Regions from separate parts of the Gossypium arboreum genome. Here region 1 is linked to region 2. Evidence: chromatin contacts called from public Hi-C data. All regions are on one chromosome and are shown on one strand. The core of a region is the stretch at or near the end of the contact, and the rest is flanking DNA. Distances in the headings are between cores, read along the strand shown. Region 1 holds the start of LOC108485459 (gibberellin 3-beta-dioxygenase 1-like). Region 2 holds the start of LOC108486188 (pentatricopeptide repeat-containing protein At3g16010).

Region 1 (6,589 bases), core at 72-2,571, 190 kb after region 2:
ACATTTTATTTCATTGGTTTTAATTTTGGTGTAAGCCCGGGCAGAAATTGGGTCTTACAAAGTGGAGTGGACTTCTTCCCCAAGCATTTGGATTGAATTTGAATCCTACAATTATCATTATGAAGGTCTTTATTTGAATCCTACCTTGGCCCAAACAATATTAATCTCGGATAATAAAACAAATGATGACACTTATAGTTAAACACACACACACACACACACATTAAACTAAAATTCATGGGTAGTTTTGATATTTATCTCTTAAAATTAAAATGGTTAAAATATTTTGTTAGTCATTGTACTTGTTTAGAATTTGTTAGTTCATGTACTTTAAAATTTAAAAATTCAATCCTCCTAGTTTTTCCATTTAAAATCCTAATCCAATCATTATCATCGTTGGTAATTTCTATCAGAATTTATTAACTTATCATATTTATTTCTGTCAATCATATGCTACATCATATGAGGACAACCTAACCAAAATTCTAAATTGATAAATTTGATGAAAATATTTATAATTTTAATTACTAGATCGAGATGTTTAAATAAAAAAGTTGGGATTTAATTTTTAACTTTTTTTGTTACAGGGACTAAATATCAAGTTTTGTCAAAATACAGTGACTAATAGCATATTTTAACCAAGTTAAAATCAATGATAAACTACACCCAAGGTTATTAAATTATTAGTAAGTTTACGTTTTGGTCACTCGACTTCAAAAAATTACAAAATGGTATCGAACTATTCGAAAGTTTCTATTTAAGTCATTGGGCTATTAAAATTGTTGATGTATGGCCTTCTCCACTCACATCGCCAGCACCAATCGAAACCATTTTTTTACCTAATTTTTCTTCTACAATTCTTTTGTCTCCGACATTAATTGCTAATTGACTTGAATCGAATATATGTTTTTTACTTGTCAATGGATAATGATCCATAATACCGATCGTCAAATCATTGCTTAGGGCTCGCTAGCTGGACTTTTAAAAAAAATAACAATCCAATGATTTAAATAAAATTTTTTGAATAGTTTAGTGATCATTTTGTAACTTTTTAAAATTGAATGACCAAAATATAAACTTACTAATAATTTAGTGATTTTAGATATCAATCTTTTCCAAACTTAATCAAAGTGGGGTATAAGGGGCCGGGCCAATACCCCCCTCCAAGGTATTCTTTTAACCCATATATGAAATCAATTTCTCTATGATCTATCTTTTAAAAAATATTTAAAAATATTAAAAAGAAAAACTTCTCTTTCTCTCTCAACCTCTTGTTTGGTCGTCTATATATAGTCACTAGAATCCATCATATCTCTTCAATTCCTTCATTTTCTCTATTCCCTTTTTACATCAAAAGTACACCCCTCTCTCTGCTACTGCTCCCTCACTAACCTCCTTTCCAACTCATATTCAAATCCCTTTTCTTAAGCTCTCGATTTTTTAACTATGCCTTCGAGACTCTCCGATGCCATTATCAGACCTCATCCTGATTTCACTTCCCTTCAAGAACTACCTGAGTCCTACGCATGGAACCAACGCGACGATATTGACTACCCTTCCTTCGACTCCTCAGCCGAATCCGTGCCGATTATTGATCTTAATGACCCTAATGCTCTCCAAAGTATTGGCCATGCATGTAGAACTTGGGGTGTTTTCCAAGTCATCAACCATGGTGTCTCCACTACTCTACTTGACATGGTTGAATCCACCAGTCGAACCCTTTTTTCTTTACCAGTTAACCAAAAACTGAAAGCTGCTCGATCACCTGATGGTGTCTCTGGTTATGGTTTTGCAAGGATTTCTTCTTTTTTCTCTAAGCTTATGTGGTCTGAAGGTTTCACTATTGTTGGTTCACCCGATGAACATTTTCGTCAACTTTGGCCCCATGATTACACCAATCACTGGTGAGAACACCCATTTCATCATTGTGCTATATATACAGTATATGTTTGATTTTGTTTTAGTGGAGTTTTTTTTTTTAAATTTTATTTTGATTCTTTTTTCAGTGATGTGATTAAAGAATACAAGCAAGAAATGAAGAAGCTAGCAGGGAGATTGATGTGTTTGATGTTGGGTTCATTAGGGATAACAGCCAAACAAGATATCAAATGGGCTGGCCCAAAAAGTGATTTCAAAGAAGCTTCAGCTGCTTTACAATTGAATTATTACCCAGCTTGTCCCGACCCAGACCGAGCTATGGGCCTCGCCGCGCATACCGACTCCACCCTCCTTACCATCCTTTACCAAAACAGCACTAGTGGGTTACAAGTACTAAAAGAAGGAGTAGGGTGGATCAAAGTCCCTCCGGTACCGGACGGGCTCGTGATAAATGTAGGTGACCTCATGCATATTTTATCCAATGGCTCCTACCCCAGTGTCCTTCATCGTGCCATGGTGAACCGGACCCGTCACCGGTTATCGATAGCCTATTTATATGGACCACCATCAAGTGTCAAAATATCACCCCATCCTAAACTAGTAGGCCCGACTCACCCACCCCTTTACCGACCAATTACTTGGAATGAATACCTAGACACCAAAGCAAAGTATTTCAACAAAGCACTCTCATGGGTTCGTGTTTGTGTCCCTCTAAATGGATTGGTTGATGTAAATGAACACAATAATAGCGTAAAAGTTGGCTAAAAGACAACCATATTTTTGTTCTTAATCACCTTTTTGTTCTTTACCTCGGTTCAAATTTATACTCTTCTTTAATTTATATTTAATTCACTATTAATCTATAAATTTTTACTTATAATCAATCATCCCTTAATGAAGCTAAAGTCTAGACTCGTGACACAAGAATTTTTATAAATAATTCATTAGTTTCCATGTGAGAAGGATCTAAATGGATAAATTTTATATCAAATCATATAAAGGAATGAAGACAAAAGGGTTGTCTCTTCTCCTCCTTTTGTCCTTGTTTGAAAGAGATTGAGTGGAAATATATTTTTATTTTCTATTCAATATTTGAATATTCCATTTGAAAAGACATTAGAACCGACAACATTTTAGCCCCGGATATGGAGGAAGATCCCCATCCAAAGAATAAGACACTGATCAAGATAATAAATTTTTAGTCTGTTAAATAATATAAGATCAAAACATACAAAAAGATGCAATACTTTATCCCAAATTTAATGTGTGGGACATTAATATATGCCTATTTTTTACTTTTTAAGTTTTGGAAACATGCTTTCGTATTTATATTTTATAATGTCAAACTTCAACATAAATAATTTTAGAAAAAATAAAAAAAAAAAGGATGATATTTGATTCATGGGAGGTTACATTATCGGTGGTAATTTTATATTTCGATATTATGTAGGTCTATTTTACAATTCATATTTAAAGTTCGTGATTACTTCTCTCAATAATGTTATCTTCAAAAAGAGAATATATATCTTATCAGTACATTCAATCATTTATTAAAAAATTGCTTTAAGTTATCCGATATTACCAGTAGTGTTAAAGTTTTATAGTATACAGGAAAATCTCAATACTCAATATTAGTCTTACATTTTGATGTGATTTTTGTGGCAATTTTCCTATTTTTTATGACTAATTCATTTTGGATAAATCAAAACGAAAAAGATATTAATGAATAACTATTGAATTATTCGTCCAAATCAAATGCTCGTTTAAAATTTAGAAGAGTTTTGAAAAAAAAATATTAAGCTTAAAAAATGAGCTTGAGAAAAAATTAGATGTGAGTCAAGATCGAATTTGAACGTTCAAGGCTCAAGCCTGACTTGGCCCATTTCCTAGTTTTCCAATATATTATATTATGTTGTTTTCATATATTATATGTGATTTATAACACATAACAATTGAATCTATAGTAATATATAATACTATAGGTAAACATTTAAAAAAAAAAGATGTTGCCTATATATAAAATTAGGTTAAAATATGCTATAAGTCTTTGTGCTTTTCAAAATTCAAAATTTAGTCCCTATACTTTTATTTTCAAGAGTTTAGTTCTTCTACTTTTTATATTTTAAAATTCAAATCCAACTGCTAATAGCTAACACTATTAAATTTTTATTGTTAAATTTGTTGACTTGACATTTCAAATAAAAAATACTCATTTAGTAGTCATGTAATTAAAAATGACGTCATAATTAATCTAAATTTAAAAAAATTCACAATCCTAAATTTTGAAATCAAAAGTAAAGGAATTAAATTTCTAAAATAAAAGTACATGGACTAAATTCTAAATTTCCAAATAGTACAAAGACTTATGACATATATTAACCATCAATTTACAATAAATGAAAGAAAATATATAAAATTATTAAATTTTAGATTAAAAATAATGAAAATTTTCTAATCCATATTTCAAGCTAAGTTAAACTTGGGCAAATATAAAGTGTGTTAACCCAACCCATAAGCATCTTTACATTCAAGTACAACTCATACACCTACACGTACAAACAACTACACTACCACACTGGTTAAACCTACGGATTGATCCCATTAGGGATAGGATGAACACCCTTGGATGGGCCAAATGATGGGGTTCATAATTATCAAATTTAAATGTCAAATTGACCCTCAAATTATGCCCATTTTTTCTTAGATACGTAAAAGATTTTAGTAAAAAATGGTAGCTAACTATCAATTTCATCTCATTTTATTCAAAAACACAATACCAACCAATAAGAACATGACACATGGACATTCTTATTAAACATTGCACATTTTCTTTCAATGTTAATAATAATTCAATACAATATGCAATTAAGTAATTTTATATATCGTCAACCAAATAACAAAATCTTACTATCCAGCCAAATAAATCAAATAAGATGATGTAACAAAGCCGTTTCAACAATCCTATCACTAAGGGTAGGTAGTAATCTTGGCTCCAAATAATGAAATTGCATTTAGGTTCTTTTAAAAATTATAAACTTATAAATTAATCAAATAATAAAATTGCACTTTAACCTTTCAAATTTTTATAATTTAATTTTGATCTACAAATGATTTTCTTGATTTCGTCTATGACTCAAAGGGGCATAGACAGTGGGCAAGCAGTACCCTTGACCTCTCAAAAATGATAAAATTAATTTATAATTTTTTTAAAATTTTTAAAAAATATAAGTTATTATAAAACCTTAACTTCCTAAAACACTTTTTTAGCTTCGATTCTATCTCACTCATAAGTGCAATATGTTATAACTATTATATGTGACTAAATGACAGAAAACTTATATGTGACTAAATGACAGAAAACCCACTCAAACCCTATTGAATTAATAATATAAAATCTAAATTAAAAATATCATAAACTAAAAAAAATCAAATTGAAGAAAGGAACCCTAGAGCCAACTGGTAGCTCTATTATTATGGATGAGGGAAGATGAAGCAGGACAAAATTTTGTGTGAGCAGATATATATATATTGATAAAACTGGAATATGAACAAGAGAAAAAACAAGAAAATGCGGCCATGATTACATGAACATTCAATCTTTTTCTAAAAGATTTAATAATATTGGAATTTGGAGCCATTATTGCAGAGACAGAAGTGTGTCGGTCATTTCGATTCACGAAAATTTGTTTGTGTAAAACTTGACGACGATATTGCGCCTGCAACCACGTGCACTTCCTCTCTTTCACTACCCTCCTCCTACTCCTACCTTCTCATCGGATTTTGGACTTACTTTTTACTTTCTAACTATTTTTTTACGTTAAGTTTTGAGTTTATATGTGTAAATAAAAAGTGTGATTTTTTGAAAATGTCTTTAAACTATTTTTTCAAAAGATTATGGGATTAGGTGGTTTTTGTAAAAACATTTTCAATGGGAAGTACTTCTAGTTGATTTGTAAAAAAAAAAATTTCTAATTAGAAGCATTTTTTAGCGTATTTGTAAGAAAATGTTTTCATCTGAAAACGCTTTTGAGGAATATTTAATATCTTTTTGAAAATAAAAATTACTCTTTTATAAATCTCAAATCTCCTTTCTTTTTTTTTATACACTCATAATCTATTGACAATTTATTCCTAAACAATGAAGGATTGTTTACTTTTATAATTAATAACATAAGATTAAATACTACACTTAATTTTTAAAATTAAAACAAAACTTTGTACAACCTTAAACTCTAACAAAATATATTTTATAAAATCGACCTAGGACAATAGTTTTTCGTAAAAACAACTTAATCTGTTATTTTATATCTAGAAGGGGTTGAGAATGGATGAAGTTATAAAAAAAAAGGGTTAGAAATAAATTTAATTTTTCGTGAAGTTAAAGTCTAATTTTATTTTGTATTAATTTATAATTTCATTATTTTGAAAGAATTAAATAATTTTTTCTTATTTTGGGAGAGTAAACTCAATTTTATTACATAATAATTTTAATTTATCATTTATTAGGAGTCTAAATGATATTTTTTCTATTTGAGGAGCCAAAATCCAATTTTAAAAGTTAAAATATAATCTTATTATTATATTAACTTGCGATTCCCTAACATTAAAATGATAATATAGAGAATTTTCCATTTTTTAAGTCCTTTGGTAATAGCTTTGACTCTCAAAATTAGTGGAATTACTTTAGAGCTTCTATATAATAGTAAAAATT
Region 2 (6,689 bases), core at 388-2,887:
CCAAATATGTGTCCACCACGGAAACTAGGAGTGATCAAACTTTGGTTAAAACTGAATTAACCGACTGAACCTATCTAATTTGGTTAATTGGTCGAAGGTAAGTTAAAAGTTTTTTTGAATTCCAGTTAACGGTTAATTCGATTCGAATCGGGTAATTAACGAATTTAATAAATAATATTATATATTATATGTATTACGCTATTATTAGTTTGGTTAATTTGGTCAAATGAACATTATAAATTTATTACTTTTATATGTTTTATACTTGTTTTAACAACAACAAAACAAAACATATAAATTTCGATTAACCGACTAAATTAACTAAAATATTTCAATTTGGTTAATGACTAAAGGATAAAATTTTATTAATTTAATTAATAATTGTTCGATTTCATTAACTGATCGATTAATCGTATAACGAACTTTTCTAAATTTTTTTCATATATTTGGAGAGCTATATCAATGAAGAGTCAGATATAAAGTTGTCGTTATGAATATATGATATTCGAAACTGAGATTTCAAAATTGACCAATATTGACGAAACCTAAATCGACTAAACCAACAACACCCAAATCACCAGCAACCCCACCTCCTCCATGAAATGAGGCTCAACCAAAGGGTGCAGATGCCAATGATAGCCCGAACGTAAGCTCTAATCGTAGCCCTGACCACAGTGAAAATTCTACAGTAGGTAATCATAAAGTACCAATGGAAATTGATAAAACCGAAGGCTAATTCACGTAATGCAGAAATTACTGGTCTGGCGATTTGGTTTATTGATTTGTGCAGCCAAAATATAATGTCTTAAAGCAATATGTTTTAAAAGAGCCTCAGACCAACTCTTGGCGTAAGGCTGACAAAGGGCTGTCTTTGCTGCCATTTTGGGCAGTTTGGTTTGGTTCTCCTCTCAATGAAATAGCATCATCCTCAGGATTCACGAAACTTCTACATTGCTATGGCCAATACCATCTGGATTATATAAAAATAACTCATCTTTCGGGGATCTAATCCCTATACTATAGGTGTTATTAAAAGAATTTTTTCTCTCTACCATTCGATTCACAGTGTCTATCCTAGTAATATTTTTCTAACTAATGAATCAAAGTCTCAACCTTCTATCAAGCCTAGAGAACACTTCTTCCAATAGTCTTTATTATTAAGCATTGTTCAAAATCGACAAAATGACATGATTGAAGGAGCTGCCATTGATCAAAACTCAAATGGACTCCAACTGCTGTCCATTTGAAACTTCAAGTTTGCTTGCATCAATAGAAAGTTCTACTTCCCCTCCTCTTTTATAGTTCAATTTTTTTTTTCATGAAATAATTTCGAACATCATAAATTCACGAATTAAATTCTACTCATCCACTATACTGATTGTCGAATTATTGCTTGAAACTTGTTAGTCAAACTTTAAAAATAAACCTAACAGTTAAGTGAATTAAATAAAAACTTTCAAGTAGTTCAATGACTTAAATGGAAATTTTTGAATAATTTAATGATCATTTTGTAATCTTTTAAAGTTGAGTGACTAAAATGTAAACTTAATAATAGTTTAGTGACTTGGGTGTATTTAACCCCCTAAAAATCCCCCACGAATGTAAACCAATAAAATAGCCCAAGGGCCGCCACACCATGCGTTTCCAATCCAACCCACCGCACTTTGGCCCTTTTTCAAGTGACCAACTGACAGCTGAAGGCGCTTTTCCTCTTTGTTTCCCTTTCAATTTCCGCTCCTTCATGTGTTCATCGATTTCTATTATTCTTTTACATTTGCCTTTGTTTATCTTCACCATACCATTGAAGTTCAATCATACTTAAAACTGGTATTTTTTAAAATTTATTTTTCCATAGCCATATTTCTTGATTTCCCCATATTATCTTTATTTTTCTGCATTTCAGAGAAGACGGTATTATAGGATGAAACATAAATTGTTACTTTGTGGAAATTAGGGTTTTAATTTTCATTCTGTTGCTTATTATATGCATTAATGTTTATATACTTAAGGCATTTTGTTTTTTGTTTTTTTTCCTGTTTTAGTTATTCACCTGCTGCGACTTGATATGCATTGTTAGCTGTATAATGAAAACTATAATGCTGCCGGCGTTTGCTTTGAGGCGATGTATATCGACTTCGGCTTGCCTCTGCCAAAGAATCAAGCAAACAGGTTACCTTCCCTTAAGCCTTTTCTGTTGATTAATTCGTTTTTTTAATGTGTTAAATTGGTGGGAAGTTTAGGGTTTCATATAATGAAATGTATGAAAGCTAATTTGCTAATTGGTGATTTTGCTGACAGATAATGAGATAGTGCAGATGTTCCAGTTGCCTGCTCCAGAGAATGAAATGCGGGACTGGGCTTTTAACCGGAATTTTCCGAAGAAGAATCCTTATGCTCGAACATTGGACAAGAGGTTTATAAGAATTTTAAAAATATTTAAGTGGGGGACTGATGCAGAGAAGACATTGGAAGTGCTAAAGCTGAAGGTGGATCATCAGTTGGTTCGAGAGGTTTTGATGATAGATGTAGAGATTAATGTCAAGATCCAGTTCTTCAAGTGGGCTGGGAAAAGAAGGAATTTTGAACATGATTCTACGACATACTTGGCTTTGATTCATTGTTTAGATGAAGCGGGACTTGTTGGTGAAATGTGGAAAACTATCCAAGACATGGTCCGGAGTACGTGTGTTGTTGGTCCTGCTGAATTATCCGAAATTATGAGAATATTAGGCAAGGCTAAAATGGTGAACAAGGCTCTCTCCATCTTTTATCAGATTAAAAGCCGCAAGTGCAAGCCAACGGCTAGTACTTATAATGCTATAATCTTGATGTTGATGCAAGAAGGACACCGTGAAAAAGTTCATGAACTCTATAATGAGATGTGTAATGAGGGTAACTGTTTACCGGACACAATAACATACACTGCACTTATGTCCACTTTCAGTAAGTTAGGTCGTCATGATTCTGCCATTAGATTGTTTGAGGAAATGAAGGAGAATGGGTTGCAACCTACGCCAAAGATTTATACAACCTTGATTGAAATCTATTTTAAGCTAGGTAGGACTGAGTCAGCTTTAGGTCTATTCCAAGAGATGACAGGGAACGGCTGTAGCCCAACGGTTTTTACTTACACAGAGTTGATAAAGGGGCTTGGAAAAGCCGGAAGGGTTGAAGATGCCTATGGCATATTCATGAACATGTTAAAAGAAGGTGGTAAGCCTGATGTTGTGCTTATTAACAATATGATTAACATTTTGGGCAAAGCGGGTCGATTGGAAGATGCTCTTAAGCTTTTCAATGAAATGAAGTCTTGGCGATGTGTACCTAATGTTGTAACATATAACACTATAATTAAAGCTTTATTTGACAACAAAGCCCCAATTTCCGAGGCATCATCGTTGTTTGAGAAGATGAAGGCCAATGGTGTTGTTCCCAGTTCATTTACTTATTCAATTCTTATTGATGGTTTCTGCAAGGCAAACAGAGTTGAGAAAGCTTTATTATTCCTTCAAGAGATGGATGAAAAAGGCTTTCCTCCTTGTCCGGCTGCATATTGTAGCCTGATCAATAGTCTAGGGAAGGCAAAACGATATGAAGCAGCAAGTGAGCTATTTCAGGAATTGAAAGAGAATTGTGGACATTCAAGTGCTCGGGTTTATGCTGTGATGATAAAACTTTTTGGGAAGTGTGGCCATCTGAGTAAGGCTGTTGATCTATTCAATGAGATGAAGAAACTGGGATGCAACCCTGATGTTTATACTTACAATGCACTGATGTCAGGGATGATAAGAGCAGGCATGATAGATGAAGCTCATTCCTTGCTGAGAACTATGGAAGAAAATGGTTGCACCCCAGACTTGAATTCACACAATATCATTCTAAATGGCTTAGCTAGGACAGGTGGCCCAAAGCGGGCAATTGAAATGCTTACAAAGATGAAGAACTTAAAGATTAAACCAGACGCGGTATCTTACAATACGGTTCTTGGTTGTCTCAGCCGAGCTGGTATGTTTGAAGAGGCTTCCAAGTTAATGAAAGAGATGAAAGCAAGTGGGTTTGAATACGATCTCATCACCTACTCATCAATACTTGAGGCAGTTGGCAAGGTTGATGAAGATAATAATCTTACTGCTTTCTGATGGAGTCCTTATCATTAGGTCTTTCATACTTCTCCCCTACCTTTTTTGGGTTTTCTTTTTTGCTTTCATAGTAGACTTTTTATTGGACCTTTTTGAAAACATGCTAATTAAAGAATGCTATTTGAAGCATTGATATATGATATTCTTATTACCCATATTTTTCGATAGCTTATATGGTTTAGATGATCATTTTGATGTTAACTCGGCTGCCTCTCGCTTATTTGATAATTCCATCCTTGGTTTACTGCATACGTAGATCATTTTGTCCTAAACTGACTTGGTTAAGTGTAGAATTGTCAAGCTTAAGTTTTGGGGATATCACTGGAAACTACGGAAGAAGCTGGCATCTGGATAACCAAGGGATGTTGAATCCGTTATATGTACAGATAGAAGACTAATGGAGTGGGCACACTCTTCAAACTAACTGTAGTTCTCAAATGAAGTAAACACTTAACAAGTTTGCCAAAATATCTCAAATATAAATTATTACAAGCTGACATTTGCTTCAGTAGCTGACCTAAGAACATATTATTAACTGAAGATTTGCCTGACAAGGATATAACGGGTGCTGTTCCGTACCTGCACAAACTGTTGATGCTTTTATAGGTTATTTTAGATCAACTACTTGATATTTTGACATTTTGGTGTGCTCTTGATAACATGTGGTAATTGTCGACACAGAATCATCCATTTGTTGGTGATGAAGGTTCATTCCACTTTACTGCATAGCTGTCTTCCGGGGTAATGCTTGTAGCGAGGTTTAGTTTTATAATTCTTATGGGAAAACGTTTTCTGAGCCTTTTCAGTTTTGGTTCATGGATTTTTATACTTGTTTCTTTTTCTTTTGCAGGTTGAGGGTCCCTAGAAATTGAAGAAAACAAAATTCCAGTAGCAGAGTTACCTTCATACATGCAAAGATGATGTAGAGTCGAAAGCAATATGGACAAAACCAACACTTGATGTTGAGCCCTATGGTAATATGCTGTCAGCTAATTTCCTGAAACACCAACACTTTTTTTTATCCCCATGTATAGTGTTCTTTAAACTACTTATTGCTTTGTGCCTTCAGCTATTAAGTGGCAAAAAGTATGATTCCTTTACGTCTCCGGGCAAGGAAGAGTTTACTACTGAGCTTCTGAACGTTCTCTCAATCCTCTTGGAGATAGAACTGGTCTAAATCCAAGTACAAACTGAAATGGCATCTGCCATGATACTTCTAGTAACATAATATATCGGCTGACAAGCAAAAAAGAATGGCCTTTTTGCTCTTTTCTATGTCTCTATTCCCAGGTCTCACCCCATCATCGGTCTTGCCCCATTGTCGGAAAATGAACTCGCAGGTCATAAATGGGTATGTATGGAAGTTGAAGTTTTGGCAGGCAGCAGGAGAAGAGCAGCAGGTTCAACTTCCAGCATACCAAATCAAGTTCTTTTGTTGCTTAAGGTTGGAGCCCTTGATGATTACAATATCACAGAGAACAATAGTATTAAAGAAGATCAAAGGAAATTAAAAAAATGATTTCATGTACTCCTTTTGGTAATTTTATCATTTGATTACTGAAAGTTGATGTTTCAAAAGGTGGATATTATGTTTTGATTATTTCTTTTTATTAGGCACTATGCATGCTAATAAAGAGCTAGAGCTTAAAACTACATGATGTTGCACCAAGTATAAATTGATATTATCCAGTCTTATGTACTACTAAACGAAACAGCTTATTAGTCCTGGGCGAACCGGTTTAGTTCGGTTCATTTTCGTCATAGGGTTGCACTCTATAATGGATTATAGTTTAGAACAATAAATCAAATCATGTACATATTTACCCACTCAATCAACACCTGACTGAAGGTTTCTGCTTTTTTCTTGTTACATGTAAAAAAACCAAAAAGGCAAGTTCCTGGAGATGGTTTGTAGCAAAAAACTGAAAAACCGGCTATATGCAGTCCGATAAGCCAGATCACTGCATCACATCTTTAAGTTCACACTTCACCTGCAAAAATGATGCTAATAATAGCAAAGTCCATGATTTCAAGCTCAATCCATGGAGGCCGCGATTGGTAGAGGTAAAAGAGGGCCTTAGGGTTATGCAAATGATAATGGGAGTAATGATCTTTCTAAGTTTGGTAAAAATTTCTACTCAATCGATGCAGCATATTCAGTGTTATTGTTGGAGATCGGCAAAAGGCTCCAATATATTATACAACAACATTCAGCAGTCGACATTGAATCAGCAATAAGAAATAAAACTGTATTTTGCATACATTACCTGCTTGCCTTCTCATTCTCGTCATCATCAGCCTGCTGCTGTATTTTTGCAATTTCGGCCTGCGCTCGTTCCATGATGTGTTGCTTCTGCATTTCCAACTCCCTGTGAAAATCCATTCTCATCTTCTCTAACTCCAACATCTGCCGCCTTTTACTATCCTCAATCTTTTCGTATGTATCGCTGAACTTTTGGATCAAATCAGCAAGCAATCTGAAAGAACAACCCTCGTCATATTGCCTCCCAAATTTTCTTTTTTTTGGTGGGAGTCCATCTGAGACATCCT

Evidence for each region. A called contact is a pair of places that touch in the nucleus more often than the background predicts.
Region 1: a contact with region 2 is called in a Hi-C map of leaf, with 2.8 times the contacts expected there. The contact joins the promoter of LOC108485459 here to the promoter of LOC108486188 in region 2. A contact is called at or near these places in 3 of 5 Hi-C or Micro-C datasets (all in leaf).

What each region holds. Positions count from the first base shown.
Region 1 is chr6:2,335,099-2,341,687 of ASM2569848v2, forward strand. It overlaps LOC108485459 (gibberellin 3-beta-dioxygenase 1-like), which reads left to right and starts at 1,322. Exons shown (of 2, transcript XM_017789299.2): 1 at 1,322-1,904; 2 at 2,007-2,668. The coding sequence starts at 1,447. The coding sequence ends at 2,643.
Region 2 is chr6:2,143,422-2,150,110 of ASM2569848v2, forward strand. LOC108486188 (pentatricopeptide repeat-containing protein At3g16010) reads left to right here and starts at 1,638. Exons shown (of 5, transcript XR_008284217.1): 1 at 1,638-1,827; 2 at 2,043-2,169; 3 at 2,299-4,880; 4 at 4,990-5,113; 5 at 5,209-5,717. It overlaps LOC108486190 (trihelix transcription factor ENAP1-like), which reads right to left. Exons shown (of 3, transcript XM_053029615.1): 2 at 6,407-6,689; 3 at 5,929-6,144. The coding sequence ends at 6,120.